Regions from separate parts of the Cyprinus carpio genome. Here region 2 is linked to region 1. Evidence: chromatin contacts called from public Hi-C data. All regions are on one chromosome and are shown on one strand. The core of a region is the stretch at or near the end of the contact, and the rest is flanking DNA. Distances in the headings are between cores, read along the strand shown.

Evidence for each region. A called contact is a pair of places that touch in the nucleus more often than the background predicts.
Region 2: a Hi-C map of liver shows a contact between it and region 1, with 2.9 times the contacts expected there. The contact joins the promoter of tbx2b here to the promoter of bcas3 in region 1. A contact is called at or near these places in 2 of 8 Hi-C or Micro-C datasets (both in liver).

What each region holds. Positions count from the first base shown.
Region 1 is chrB15:18,555,343-18,562,036 of ASM1834038v1, reverse strand. bcas3 (breast carcinoma-amplified sequence 3) reads right to left here and starts at 1,627. Exons shown (of 26, transcript XM_042739622.1): 1 at 1,494-1,627; 2 at 709-800; 3 at 453-507; 4 at 159-234. The coding sequence starts at 779. It overlaps ppm1da (protein phosphatase, Mg2+/Mn2+ dependent, 1Da), which reads right to left. Exons shown (of 6, transcript XM_019073356.2): 2 at 6,521-6,694; 3 at 5,818-5,942; 4 at 5,172-5,353; 5 at 4,858-5,088; 6 at 2,109-3,120. The coding sequence ends at 2,845.
Region 2 is chrB15:18,783,806-18,790,445 of ASM1834038v1, reverse strand. tbx2b (T-box transcription factor TBX2b) reads right to left here and starts at 3,290. Exons shown (of 7, transcript XM_042739620.1): 1 at 2,511-3,290; 2 at 1,440-1,707; 3 at 111-257. The coding sequence starts at 2,872. It overlaps LOC122139824 (a long non-coding RNA gene), which reads left to right and starts at 3,555. Exons shown (of 2, transcript XR_006156573.1): 1 at 3,555-4,125.

The DNA.
Region 1 (6,694 bases), core at 378-2,877:
CCAATGTGGAGCAGTAAAATAATTTAGTTCTTTTAGCCAGTTCTTTTTAGTGAACCAAAAACATGCAGCATGACCAATATGATATAGTCTGACTAACAAACAAATGATTCATATGAACTGGTTCTTTTAGTGAATCAAAACATACAGCATAAACTTACCATTGATGTCTGTTTTTTCAAAACGGACCCAAACTATCTTCTCTTTTTCATCATTTGGAGGTGTCCCAGTATATGCCTGAAAATTCAAAGATTAATACAGGCTTGATATTGTCTAACTAAATTGTTCTTGCTCTATCACTTATATGTCTACAAAGAGTCTTTCTTAGGCTCTCGACATTTTTACAACAGAAATACATTAAAAATAAACATTATCCAAAACACATAAAAAAAGTGAATTTCCAGTTTTGTACATAAAATTCCAAGCAAAATTTAAAGGGAAAAAAAAACATTTACCTGAGGGACTACATCCTGCAGGAACGTAACTACGCTCTCCATGTATGACTGCTCTCTGCAAAACAGTAAAAACAATTCTCATGAAAATAATATAACCACACAAGAAGAGACCTGACCATTTAAACCTTAAAACTTGAGCAGCAATATTTTATCACTCTTTTGTTTATTAGGACCAACATCTTAACATTTACAATACTGATCACTAATTGGCTTTACAACTGTAATTTCATTCACAAATGAGCCATTATGGTCTTACGTTGCAGCCTGTGCTCGAACCACAACCCCACCAGCACAGCGGCTCGGTCTGCGCGGGGAGTCAGACGCCATGGCCAACCACTCAGGATCCTGCTGGAGTAGAGCATGAGAAGATACAGGCATGATTTCCACATGATCGTTACAATAAACATCACTGCAGAGATGCCTCATTAATCATTCTGATCTCAGTATTACTCTAAACTCAACATAATTAATAGGCTACAAATGATATCTGCACCACTACAGATCATCCACCTTGCAGATGGATGTTAACAAATCAGGCACAGATGTGCCTGGCTCAGTTAAATCTGCACAACAGACTCATTCCTATTAAGTATTCATCCTGTAAACGATCTTTAATACTGACTTGTTACGACAAGCAAGATAAACAAAAGAAAAGACTTCAATCAACTCCAGCAATATTTACTAGTAACCAAACTATAGGATGTAAATACCTACATTACCATCATAATAATTAAGTAGCTCTTCATTTATTTACATTTTTCCATAAATTTAACATAATTTAATCCAAGAAAATGTCTAAAGAGATGTCAAGAGTGTGTCAGAGAAAACACAGCTGTGAGTTCAGTCAGTTCAACATTTCATCATATCAACTGTCTCCACAGTCTGTTAGCTTAGCCAATACCGCTATCTGTCATTACAACGCTTCCAAGACAATAAACTGAGCAATGACAATAACTTTTCTCACTTTCTGAAAGAAATATGTATGTAATGTATGTAAGAAATGTGCAGCTGAATGTTTAACGATGCGACATTTGTACTAACCAGAGGTTTTGTGTTTTGAATTCGGATCAACAGAGGTCCTCACAAAACGCCACAGTGAAGCTGACATGCAGCGGAAACAACAGATGCTTTGGCCAATCAGAGATGAGCTTCGGAGACGGATAGCCAATAGTGTTAGGACAAAGGTGGGTACTTGGACCTTTCTGACCAATAGTGAATGGCAGGGACTGGTTGGGTTTTTTTGTTCGCTGAACGAATCTGACGCATTGTTAATATTAACATTAACATCTTGATGAAGTGTTCTATAAAGCTATATTTGTTTGGTTCACACTCATATGAGCATATCCGCATTTGAAAATTTGCACAACAGCCTGGATGAACACGAATGTTACATCACGTCACGCTGATGTGTTTATTTACATTGAAGTATCGCGTGATGATCCCCAACCGAGCTACTTCGCACAGCCTCGGCTTCTTTCGGAAAAACGAAGTCGTAGACACGTGAAAACTATGAAGAATGGAATAATGGTTCTCATCTTCAAAGGATGTCTTAAAATGATTTAAACTAGTTATATTAAAATAACAAATTGAAGTCCTATTTCTTGTTTTAATTTACCCCTATAACAACGTCCAATATTTTTATTAAAGAGCATACAGTTTTTATTGTAATTTTTTTATTGACCTGTTAGCATAGCAGCACCTTCAGTTTAGAATGACAGTTTCTCCCATTATAGGAAAAAAAACAATGTTAATGAAATCCTGGGAAACATTAAAATAACCATAATGCTTAAAATCCATAATGCATAATTAATAAAGTTCATGCCTGCATACAATGTTAACATTAAACCTTATGACACAGGGTTAAGATACCAGTGAAAACTAGAAATGATGAACCATTCTCCTTGTTCAGTAAAACAATAGCATTGATCCCAAAATGATGAAATATAACAGGTGACATGTAAGCTGCAGGGAAATATCTTCTCAGAAGATAGAATTTCTTTCTTTCTTTTTTTCCCCCACAATCCTCCAATTTTCCACAAAGACTGCACAAATTCAACTTAAAGTGCAAAAATCCCTATTTGATCCATCATGTCAACCTGACTGACCTGAAGCATAACAGAACTGAGCAATGGACACACAATGGAGGAAAAACTAAAACTCATTTAAAAATCCAACACATTTTCATTAGTCTGCAAAATATAAAGTATAACAACATAACACTAACATACGCTAAAACATGAGTGTCGTGAATGGAAGCAAGTGATTTTTTCTTTTTCTTCTGACATTGTTACTTGCTTCAGGATTTGGTTTCTCAGTAGCTTATATCAACTAATATCAGAATCTGACTGTCCAGCATGAATGTACAGATTGCATTGTATTAGGACCATGAATGTCAGCAAACACATACAGTAGTCTTCACATGCTGCTGAAGCAGCGCTTGGACATTTTCAGACTGTTTCTGACCATTGCTGCCACCACCACTCCTCGCCGAGGACTGTGCACTCGGTATCTTTGAGGATGTACATGAGGACTCTTTAAGAGGGGACTGGGATAAACTATGACGCCGTTTCTTCAGCACAGGTGAGGAGTCGTCCTCTAGCACCCGCTTGTCTGCAGGCATTCCATCACAATGGGTCTCATTTTCCAATGAGTCATTACAAGGCAGAACCTAAAAAAAAAAAGAAGGAACTATACATGAAGCTTAAAGGGTTAGTTAACCCAAATATTAAAATTATGTCATTAATGACTCACCCTCATGTCGTTCCAAACCCGTAAGACCTCCGTTCATCTTCAGAACACAGTTTAAGATATTTTAGATTTAGTCCGAGAGCTTTCAGTCCCTCCATTGAGAATGTATGTACGGTATACTGTCCACGTCCAAAAGGGTAATAAATACATCTTCAAAGTAGTCCATGTGACATCAGAGGGTCCGTTAGAATTTTTTGAAGCATCGAAAATACATTTTGGTCCAAAAATATCAAAAACTACGACTTTATTCAGCATTGACTTCTCTCCCGGGTCTGTTATGAGCGCGTTCACATCACATCCGGTTCGCGAACGAATTACTCGATGTAACCGGATCTTCTTGAACCAGTTCACCAAATCGAACTGAATCGCTTGAAACGGTTCGCGTCAACAATAAGCATTAATCCACCAATGACTTAAGCTGTTAACTTTTTTAACATGGCTGACACTCCCTCTGAGTTCAAATAAATCAATATCCCGGAGTAATTCATTTACTCAAACAGTACACTGACTGAACTGATGACCGTGCCAGATAACGAACGAAACATTGACTCGTTCTCGAGTCAAGAACCGGTTGCATCGGTTTTCGGATCACCGGTAGTGATGGGAAGTTCTGTTCTTCTCCGCGAACCGGTTCTTTCGGACAGTTTGATTCAATAAACCGGTTGCCGAAAACGGTTCACCAGTTCTTTTGCGCTCGACATAATGACTTCATTGGCGATGATTGCCCTTGATTCAAGCCTTCGGTTTACCCGCGCTCATAACATTAGCACAGAATCAGTTCAGAATCAATCATCAAAAGAACCAGTTCAGTTCAGACGCGCTGTGTGTCAGTCTGAATCACCCATGCGCAGTATCATCAGCTCCTCGGTTCTCGAATCAGACGCGTCCGACAGAAACGGTTCTTGACTCGAGAACGAGTCAATGTTTCGTTCATTATCTGGCTCGGTTCAGTCAGTGTACTGTTTGAGTAAATGAATTACTCTGGGATATTGGTTTATTTGAACTCAGAGGGAGTGTCATCCATGTTAAAAAAGTTAACAGCTTAAGTCATTTGTGGATTAATGCTTATTGTTGACGCGAACCGTTTCAAACGATTCAGTTCGATTTGGTGAACTGGCTCAAGAAGATCCGGTTACATCGAGTGATTCGTTCGCGAACCGGATGTGAGGTGAACGCGCTCATAACAGACCCGGGAGAGAAGTCAATGCTGAATAAAGTCGTAGTTTTTGATATTTTTGGACCAAAATGTATTTTCGATGCTTCAAAAAATTCTAACGGACCCTCTGATGTCACATGGACTACTTTGAAGATGTTTTTATTACCTTTCTGGACGTGGACAGTATACCGTACATACATTCTCAATGGAGGGACAGAAAGCTCTCGGACTAAACCTAAAATATCTTAAACTGTGTTCCGAAGATGAACGGAGGTCTTACGGGTTTGGAACGAGATGATGGTGAGTCATTAATGACATAATTTTAATATTTGGGTGAACTAACCCTTTAAGTGTGGTGTTATTTTGAATCAAAATCCACAACATAATACTACAGAAAAACAACTGCCTTTTAAAATGAAGCCTGGTGTGAGTAAATGTCCAGCAAATTTTTATTTTTGGGTCTACTATGTCTTAAAATAGAAAATCTGAAACATTCCTAACCTGAGTGGGCAAAGAGTTGGTGCAAGATTTAGGAACGGAGCCACACTTTGGTCCTTGGAGATTATACACTATCTCATAAGGTGGCAAACACTCAGAGGATGTCCCGAACGGCTCCAAACAGATAACGATGGCACTGGTATTATCAGCACGGAGCATGCGTTGACGCCATCTCAGTAAGGCATGGTTTACAAGCAGAACAGCATTTGAAACATTTTCTGTTTGGTTCTTTGCCTGTTGGAATAAACATTTAGATAAGCAAACGTTTCTAAAAGACAATCAAGAACTTTCCTGAAGCATACATTTAAATGAATCACCTTGGCATTGTCATTTTCCTGGCAAATAGACACAGCCTCCTGTGGTGATACCATGTTCCATAACCCATCACTGCCTAGGATGACGTAACGGTGCTGCTTCAAATTCAGCTTGATAACAGCGGTATCAGGCTCTGGTGACACTACAAACTCTCCACTGTAGAAGTCGTAACTCCACAGGTCACCTGAAGACACATTAATGTGCATTAAATTACAACATTTTACATACCAGAGAAATCTCAACTGTTGGCTCAGTCAGGAGCAGTGACTGCTGCTTGATTAACATCTAGGACACATACAGCAGCAGCAAGCAGCATGTTGACATAATTTTACATGTATTTGTCCATTTAAACATGATAAAAGGACAATTCCGTCAACTGTCCTGTGTATTTCACACTGGCCCCAGGCCCCCGTTGTGCCCTGAGAACTCAGTTTAAACACCTAAACAGCCTATGTTGCAATTCAACATTCTGTTTGTCATTGCTAAAGAACAGAGAGTATCACGTTGGTGTGTTGCAATTTGCAAAACAACAGACAATCTCTGCTGACTTGTTGGATGTGTTGAAACTCACTCAACATTCTAATCACTGTTTTTCCGATAATAACAGCAACAATGACCTCATGTAATGAAATAGCATAACCCTCTTACCAAGAGCTCGGGCCACAGCCAAAAATGGGATCTGATCGATGACAGTGCTCCTTCTTACTGGTCCATTGTGTGTGAGTCTGGGTCTCTTCCACACCACCCTATTGACTCCAGACTTTTTAATGACACTAGAGGAAAGACATGACAGTGATCAGTGCTGGGTCTCATCATAGTTAAAGTTTAATGCACAAAAAATGCTGACCAAAGATACTTGTACCTCTACCTAAAACTAAGCCTGAAAACGTGTTCACTAGAGTTTAAACCTTGCCCTAAGCCACACATTGCAAGGGGCAAGACAATGATACAGGCCACTGGATGCTGGTCTGTATCATGTTGACATGCTTTCTATGTTCTTTTAGGCTAAACGACAAAGAAAGCTTGTGTTTAGATTATGATAATGAGGGCAAATGCCAGAACATGTCTGGCTATGTTGTCCCACTTTTGAAGCTGTGGGTGCATAAACAAAAACCAGTCAGACCACTGTGGACACACAGGGCTGAAAGAAACGGGTGACGTTTTGTGTTTTCCTGATCAGTGTTGACATAAAATAAAAGAATGAGGATGGTTACTTGTGAAGGTTAACCAAAAAAGCAAATAACCTTAGATAATCTCATCCAGCTGTGTCGCTAGCACATGCTAGGTACCAAGGATGTGAACACAGTTTGTTAACGTATGTAAGCTTACTTGTTTTATTAAAACAACTCACCTGCCACCAAGCCCCTCTATTCTTTCCCTTTCCTTTGGGAGCTCAGGTTTGTGGTCCTGTGTAATTTCTACGGCTCGAATGAACTCGTCAGAGGGGTGATCCTGCACCCCCAACACCACCGCCGAGTCCCCCACATGGGCAACATACATACGATCACGGCGTATTACAACAATA
Region 2 (6,640 bases), core at 2,041-4,540, 230 kb before region 1:
GAACAAAAGCAAAAATGCGAACATTGTAAAGTTGTACATTACATAATGCACATCTATAAGGTCCACAGCACGGTTGCTTTAATTCATTAAAATATGTGTAGCCTACATACCTTGTCATTTTGATAAGCTGTGACAGCAATAAAATCGGTCTCAGGAAAAACATAAGTCCTGAAAGTGCTGTATGGAAGCTTCAGAATATCGTTGGCTCTCACAATATGGAACCTGGGCTGGTATTTATGCATTGAATTCAGGATGGTCTAATGAGAAGGAGAAGGAGAGGAAGAGGAATGGAAAACATTAGTGCTTGTCAAAATAATTATCCATTCAAGTCATTAGTCTTTAAAATCGTTTTAGACAATAAATACCGCATAATATATGTTGTAATAGTGGAAATATTGTTCTTGGGTTAAATCACATAACAACAGGCCTGTGCCAGTGGCAGGTAGACAGAAAACAGTCACGCGAACATGCAACATGAGTTATTTGATGGTGCTATCATTATAACACAAATTAAATCTGAAATAGATATATAAAAAATAAGAGTTTATTAATTGTACATTTTAAGAAAGCCTTGCAACAACAAAATGTGATGATCAACACACACACACACACACACACACACACACACACAAAAAAAGGCTATGTAGCCTATATATTTTCTGTTTGACTGTACAAATATCAAATGGCTGTGCCATGCATGTAAATGTTTCATTTGTTTCCAGTCGATTTGTTTGCAAGTCGCGTAAGGGAGCAGGTCACACACTATATTTGACTGCATGCTCAGGTATAGAGTACTGGTCAGCATCGTCTCAACATTGTTCATTGAACTATCAGAGACTGCACAGGTCGCTCTACCTATACAATTCGTTGCTGCGCTTACTCAAAACAGCCCAAATTACACTTTCACTGTTGCTATTTGTAAACTCATTCACTGTAGCGTGATTCAAGGTCTCTCCGATTCCTTTGACCTCATTTTTTTGTCACTTCCTCCCCCTCATAAAAGTTATAGCGCTCTGCGCCTATCATAAACAATAGAAGTAACAGTGGCCAAGAAAAAAACTCAGGATGAAGTATTTACATTACATAACCAAGCTGACAATGTTATCATTATTCATAACGAATAAAATTATGACTTAATACCTCATATCTAGTTTATAAGCTTGCCGAAACAAAGAAAGAAATGAATGTAGCGACAGTAAAGAATTGTACATGGGCCGAAGAAATTAAGTAGCCTAAGCTAAAATATATATTTTAGAACATCCATAATTCTCTTCGCCCAGGAATAAACAGTTTTTACAGCATTACAGCCCACAGATGGCAGTAATTTTATATTTATATATTACACAGCAACACACAATTACAACAGGCCTACATGCAACACACAAAACGGGTTATTTAAAAAAATTATAATAATAATAAATTAAAAATGGGTTACTTACAAATCCGTGTTTGTCCGAAATGTTGTTGGTTAGCTTCAGTTTATGAAAAGCAACAGGCTTGGCCATCCATTGTTCCCCAGTAGCTGGGCTATCCGGATGTATATACATTCGCTTTGGCATCTCCGGGTCGGCCTTCCCCGCGACCATCCAGCGAGAGTTGTGGAACTTGTAGCGGCAGTCGTCGGCAGCCACAATATCCATCAATAGAATATACTTGGCTTTTTTATCGAGTCCATTGATGCGGACTTTGAAAGGTGGAAACATTCTCCTGTAGAAAAAGGAAATATGTCCATAAATCAAAATCTTTTTCTTTGCAAATGTGGGCAGATGCAAGCTTAACGTTTTAACAACACAACCAAATAATATTTAAACGTTTTGTTTACCTTTGGTAGATTTATTAAATAAAACAACCGCACTAAAAATACATGTTCAACAAATATTAACATTTCACCTGGCTGCAGATAATTTAGCTCGCCGCAAGACTTAAATCTTGCATGAAAGTGGCAGGTTATTTACATAAAATAGTTTATTGTCACCTCAGTACATTAGCAGACCAAGAGAAACATTTCTCTTTACGAAATAAATGAAAGCGCGATTTAACTGTGCCACACCGTGTCTTGAAAGTCAATATATGTTAGTATTGATATAAGCAACAAAAAGCCTCAGCTATTTTCCTTTTTTCTAGCCACAGAATACTCATCGCTTGTACTTTCCCCATTTCGTTTTCATAAGTCAAATGAGCAGATGAATCGTTCAGGTAGGCTACACATGCTCTGACAGTAAGACATTCATTTCTACAGTCTCATTGACATAATATTTAGGTCAGCTAGTTCAGGGCGCAAGACATTAATAGTGAAATGAAGGGGAAATGTCTTACGACAGCGATGTGAAAAAGAGAAATGTAGTAATGAATTTACTGGGCCTGCTGTAGCTACTACACATCCGTCGAAACGTACGTGCAACAGACGGCGAATTTATTGTGGAGTATATGTGAAACGCTGAGTGCATCATAGCATTCCCTCCTATAAACACTGAAACAAAAGACTAAAAATAGAGCAACCATGAACTCACCTGCCAGATTTCGTAATAACCATTTCTGTTCCAAATTTGTGGAACTGGTCCCATAGATCCTTAGCTTCCAGTGTGACTTTTGGATCGTCTTCAACCTCTTCCTCTGGCTCCAGGCTCTTAAGACTGCGAAGATGAGCTGCCTGATGATGGTGACTCAGAGCCGGATGGAGCCCAGCCTCCGCGGCTCCGGCGAGGGTATGGTCCGGGATCGGCTTTGTGAGAGCCCCGGGAGGCAAGGTCAGCGCCGGGAAGAAGGAGGGTTGCGCGGCCGCGAGAAAAGCTGACATGGGAAAGTCGGTCGGCCGGTGAGCGTGGAAAGGGTGGTAAGCCATCGCAGTCCCTGTAAAAACTGGATCTCTCATCGGTGCATCCAACAATCGTAGTGAAAAAATATATATTAAGTGGTGTTTTCTGGCAAAAGCAGCGCGTATCCAGACGATAGATTGTCTCACTACGAGGAATAAAAGCGCAGCAAGTCAAATTTGGCAAAATGTGAATCGCGAAAAGGCGAGCAAAGACGGAGGTAAGGATCTTCCGCTTTAACTCCCGTAGCTGCTAGTTTCCACGAAGTCCCCGCAATAATATCAGTCAAAGTGAGCGCAACGACGCTTTGAAGGCAGATTTGGGGATTCCTGTTCTCCAACAGTTGCTCTCATAAAAAGATTACTCTTTCGATGCGGATGTCCATTCAAGCGCAGTCATACTACGCAGACACGGAGTTGAAATGGTTAGATCTTGCCCTGTCCACTGTACAACTGTAACTATCTCACATGTCCTTCCTGCTCTGATCCCAGCACTAATGAACCAAGCCCCCTTGATTGCTGATTTTACGCTTTCTGGACCAATTGTGGGCCTCCATAGGCGTGGTTTTGACAGCTCCGTCCAGGCTCAAGGAGAGGGGGTGGACAAGAAGGTGTCGGAAGCATTAGCTGTAAGAAAACATGTCAACAGAATAAAATATTAACCAATGACAGAAAAGATCGGGAAATCCCACCCCCGTCTCCAAGCCAAGCACCGGGTCAGCCCTCAGTGCTTAGCCGGTGGTGACTGCACCTCGGTCGGCTTACGCTTTATAATTACGATGCCTCCTTGTTCAAGGATCAAACTCACTCTTCGATACACTGAAAACTAGAAATTAAGATTACTGACGTGTAAATTAACAAAAAGTGAATATTGTTATGATTAATTAGTGCAAAATATTATACGCTTTTCATTGGTAGCACATTTTAAAACATTATAAATTGAGAATGACTATTCGTAATAGTCAATAAAAATATCAGCAACACACCAAATGACGTTGATTTTTTCGCTGTACATGTCAAAGTGACGCGTACGAGTATTTTGTTCATAATATAGCACTGCATTCTCATAGTCAAAGGACCTTGTTGTGCGTATGAATTGAATTCAACGTTTCACTGTGTGAATAACTATTTCCGTGCTTCCTGCGTGTGTCGGGACAGACTTCATGTGAGGAACAGCAGCCAATAATGGGACATTGGTACTTTAAATTCTGCCCCGGGTCATTCAAAGCGCACAGCCACGCGCTGCACTACACCTACTGAAGAAAGAGGAAGAGAGCTGATGGAATCTAAAGACCAATGTAAAGATAATTTTGGTGAGTGCTGAATTACTCTTAACTGTTAACTCTTAACAGGCATCTGCGGTTAACTTTTAATATGACTTTTTTTTTTTTTAATTTACTCCATTTATGTCGCAATATACAAAGACAACTGTTTAGGGAATGTAGAGGTATTGTATTCATGAATTTACATGTATTTTATTGATCCTAACGCTGAATGTTCAGGTGAGCGGATAAAAGTTTATGCTCCGCTTTATTATCGGAAAAATAGCATACATCTCAATGCATTTAGGATTAAGTGCAACGCCACTAAATGTCCACCATCCATGTTCGACCTGTAGTTTTAACAGTGGGTCGAGCCATAAGTGTAGTCTATACCTTTAAGAAATCCACTCGTGGACTCTAGATTTACTAGGATTGGGTTTGTTAGATAGCCGCTTGGCGCCAGTCGGCTGACGTGCCGCAGTAAGAACCGTCTCTTGTCAGTTCATATTTACTCCAAAATCCTCTAACAGTGCACTCCAATCCCTTTAGCATTTACGCCAAAGTTTTGGCTTGCACTTGCCTTCTTTGTCTCTAGATGACTTGTGATCGTTATAGGTTAGTATTTCAGTGTATACTTTTCGATCAGATGTCGCACTGAATAGTTCCAATATTTCCAAAACGCATCAATGTCCAATCTATGTTTTTGTGCGGACGGATTCAACCGGTTGCGTTATGTTGTCACTTTTACATTTCGATACAAATCAGCAGAGCATGATGATAGGCTGTATGATTAACCCTTACTGTGCCAGAGAGGACCTGATAGAGTGATTAAATGTTGCTTATAAAATAGCCCACTACTGAAAAGTTACAATGTAAAAGTATCATTTTTTTTTTTACTTTTTTTTTTTTTTTCAACAGCTGGTCAAAAACTTGATTCGTTTGCAGCTGTTCTTTAAAAAGTCAGTGTGGACGTTTAAAATAGGTTGTTTTTTTCTTCTTCTTCTTTTTTCTATTGAGTTGCACGATTTGTGATATTTACTGAATTGGACATAAAATGGTTTAGAGAGCATTACGGATTGCCGCTCACGTCATAATGTCATTAAAACAGCTAAACGATATTTGTTAAAAATAATTTTATTGCGCGTTTTCAAATTGAACAGTAAATATTAATCAAGGATAACAGGTTTAGCAAATTCATGACTGTCTGTTGACAAGTTAAATTGCACATTCACACCATAACATTGCATAAGAATAGCTTAATCCGCGCCGTAAACGGAGAAAGCAGAGGCAAAGTAGGCAGGCACTTGTTGCCGAAGCCACGAGTGAACAGACACAGAGCTAAAGCAGGATTTATTGAAACTGACACTAAAATATGGGATATGCACACCTTTACCAGACAGGTATGGTAATTCTTTAAATAGGATACGATTTTCTTTTAAAAGTCGTGAAAATAATAGCCTACCAAATAAACATAATAGGCTACAGAATGAAAATAAATCAATGCTATTACGAACGAAACAGATTCAAAATTTATTGTATGACAATAAAAGTTTTTCTGCTTTTATGATGAAGAATATTTAAATATAGCTAGCCAAACGAAATGGCAAACCAAAAATAAGTGTCTCCTGATATAACATCTTCATTATTTAAAGGTAAAAATAAGAGCCATGCTAAAAAACATTAGATCAAACGTCAGATGAGAGTATAATAAGCACACAACTCTCCTATGCTGAGTTTTATAGTCATTTAGAATATTAAGTGCTAACTTAAATAAAATCGAATTAATTATACGAACGTCATTTTGACAAACCAAAAAAAAAAGAAAAAGAAAAAAAAAGCCTGTAATATGTTAACATAAAACCACATTCTAGAGGAGAAACTGCCAATTTATGATCAATGTACTTCCTAGTTTAGTGATTAAACTTTTTTCCCTGACACTGAAAATTCCGTTTACGCTTTTATTCAACAGGCCTATCTAGTGCATTTGATGTAAATATTAAAAATCGTTTATGAAAAATAAAAAAAAAATTTGCAGGTAAAGTGTCACCTGCAGCACGTTGTTGAAACTGGACTAATCAATAGTCTTGTTTGATCTCTGGGCTAAAACTTCGACAGAGAGTGATTTGGATTGGGAAGAGATTAACCACACATGGGAATGGTAATGGTTTTCTATGTATATACTTAAGGAAGTAATGACATCAACAAAGTCTCTGCAATTACGCCAGGTTTATTTTTCCTGCTGTACACATCTAAACCGACAAGAATGTAATCATGCGCTGAGCTCTTATCACACATGATTTAAAAAGCGTTCATGCTGGAAAACTTTTCACAGCACTGCCACTGTTTACTGCCAAAACAACGAGGCGTCGGAAAACCAATGACCACTTGTATTCCGAATAATTCTAATGATGAAAAAAACATCATTAAAAGTTTGTCAGGAGATGTAGAAGTGTGCATCAGCTTCGACCAGAGGACATTTTCATTAGTTAAAAATAGCTTGCTGCCAAACTTTTATGCATGATCTGCTTCTGTCAGCTTTTGTGTCCTTGAGACGGTGTCCGCTGTA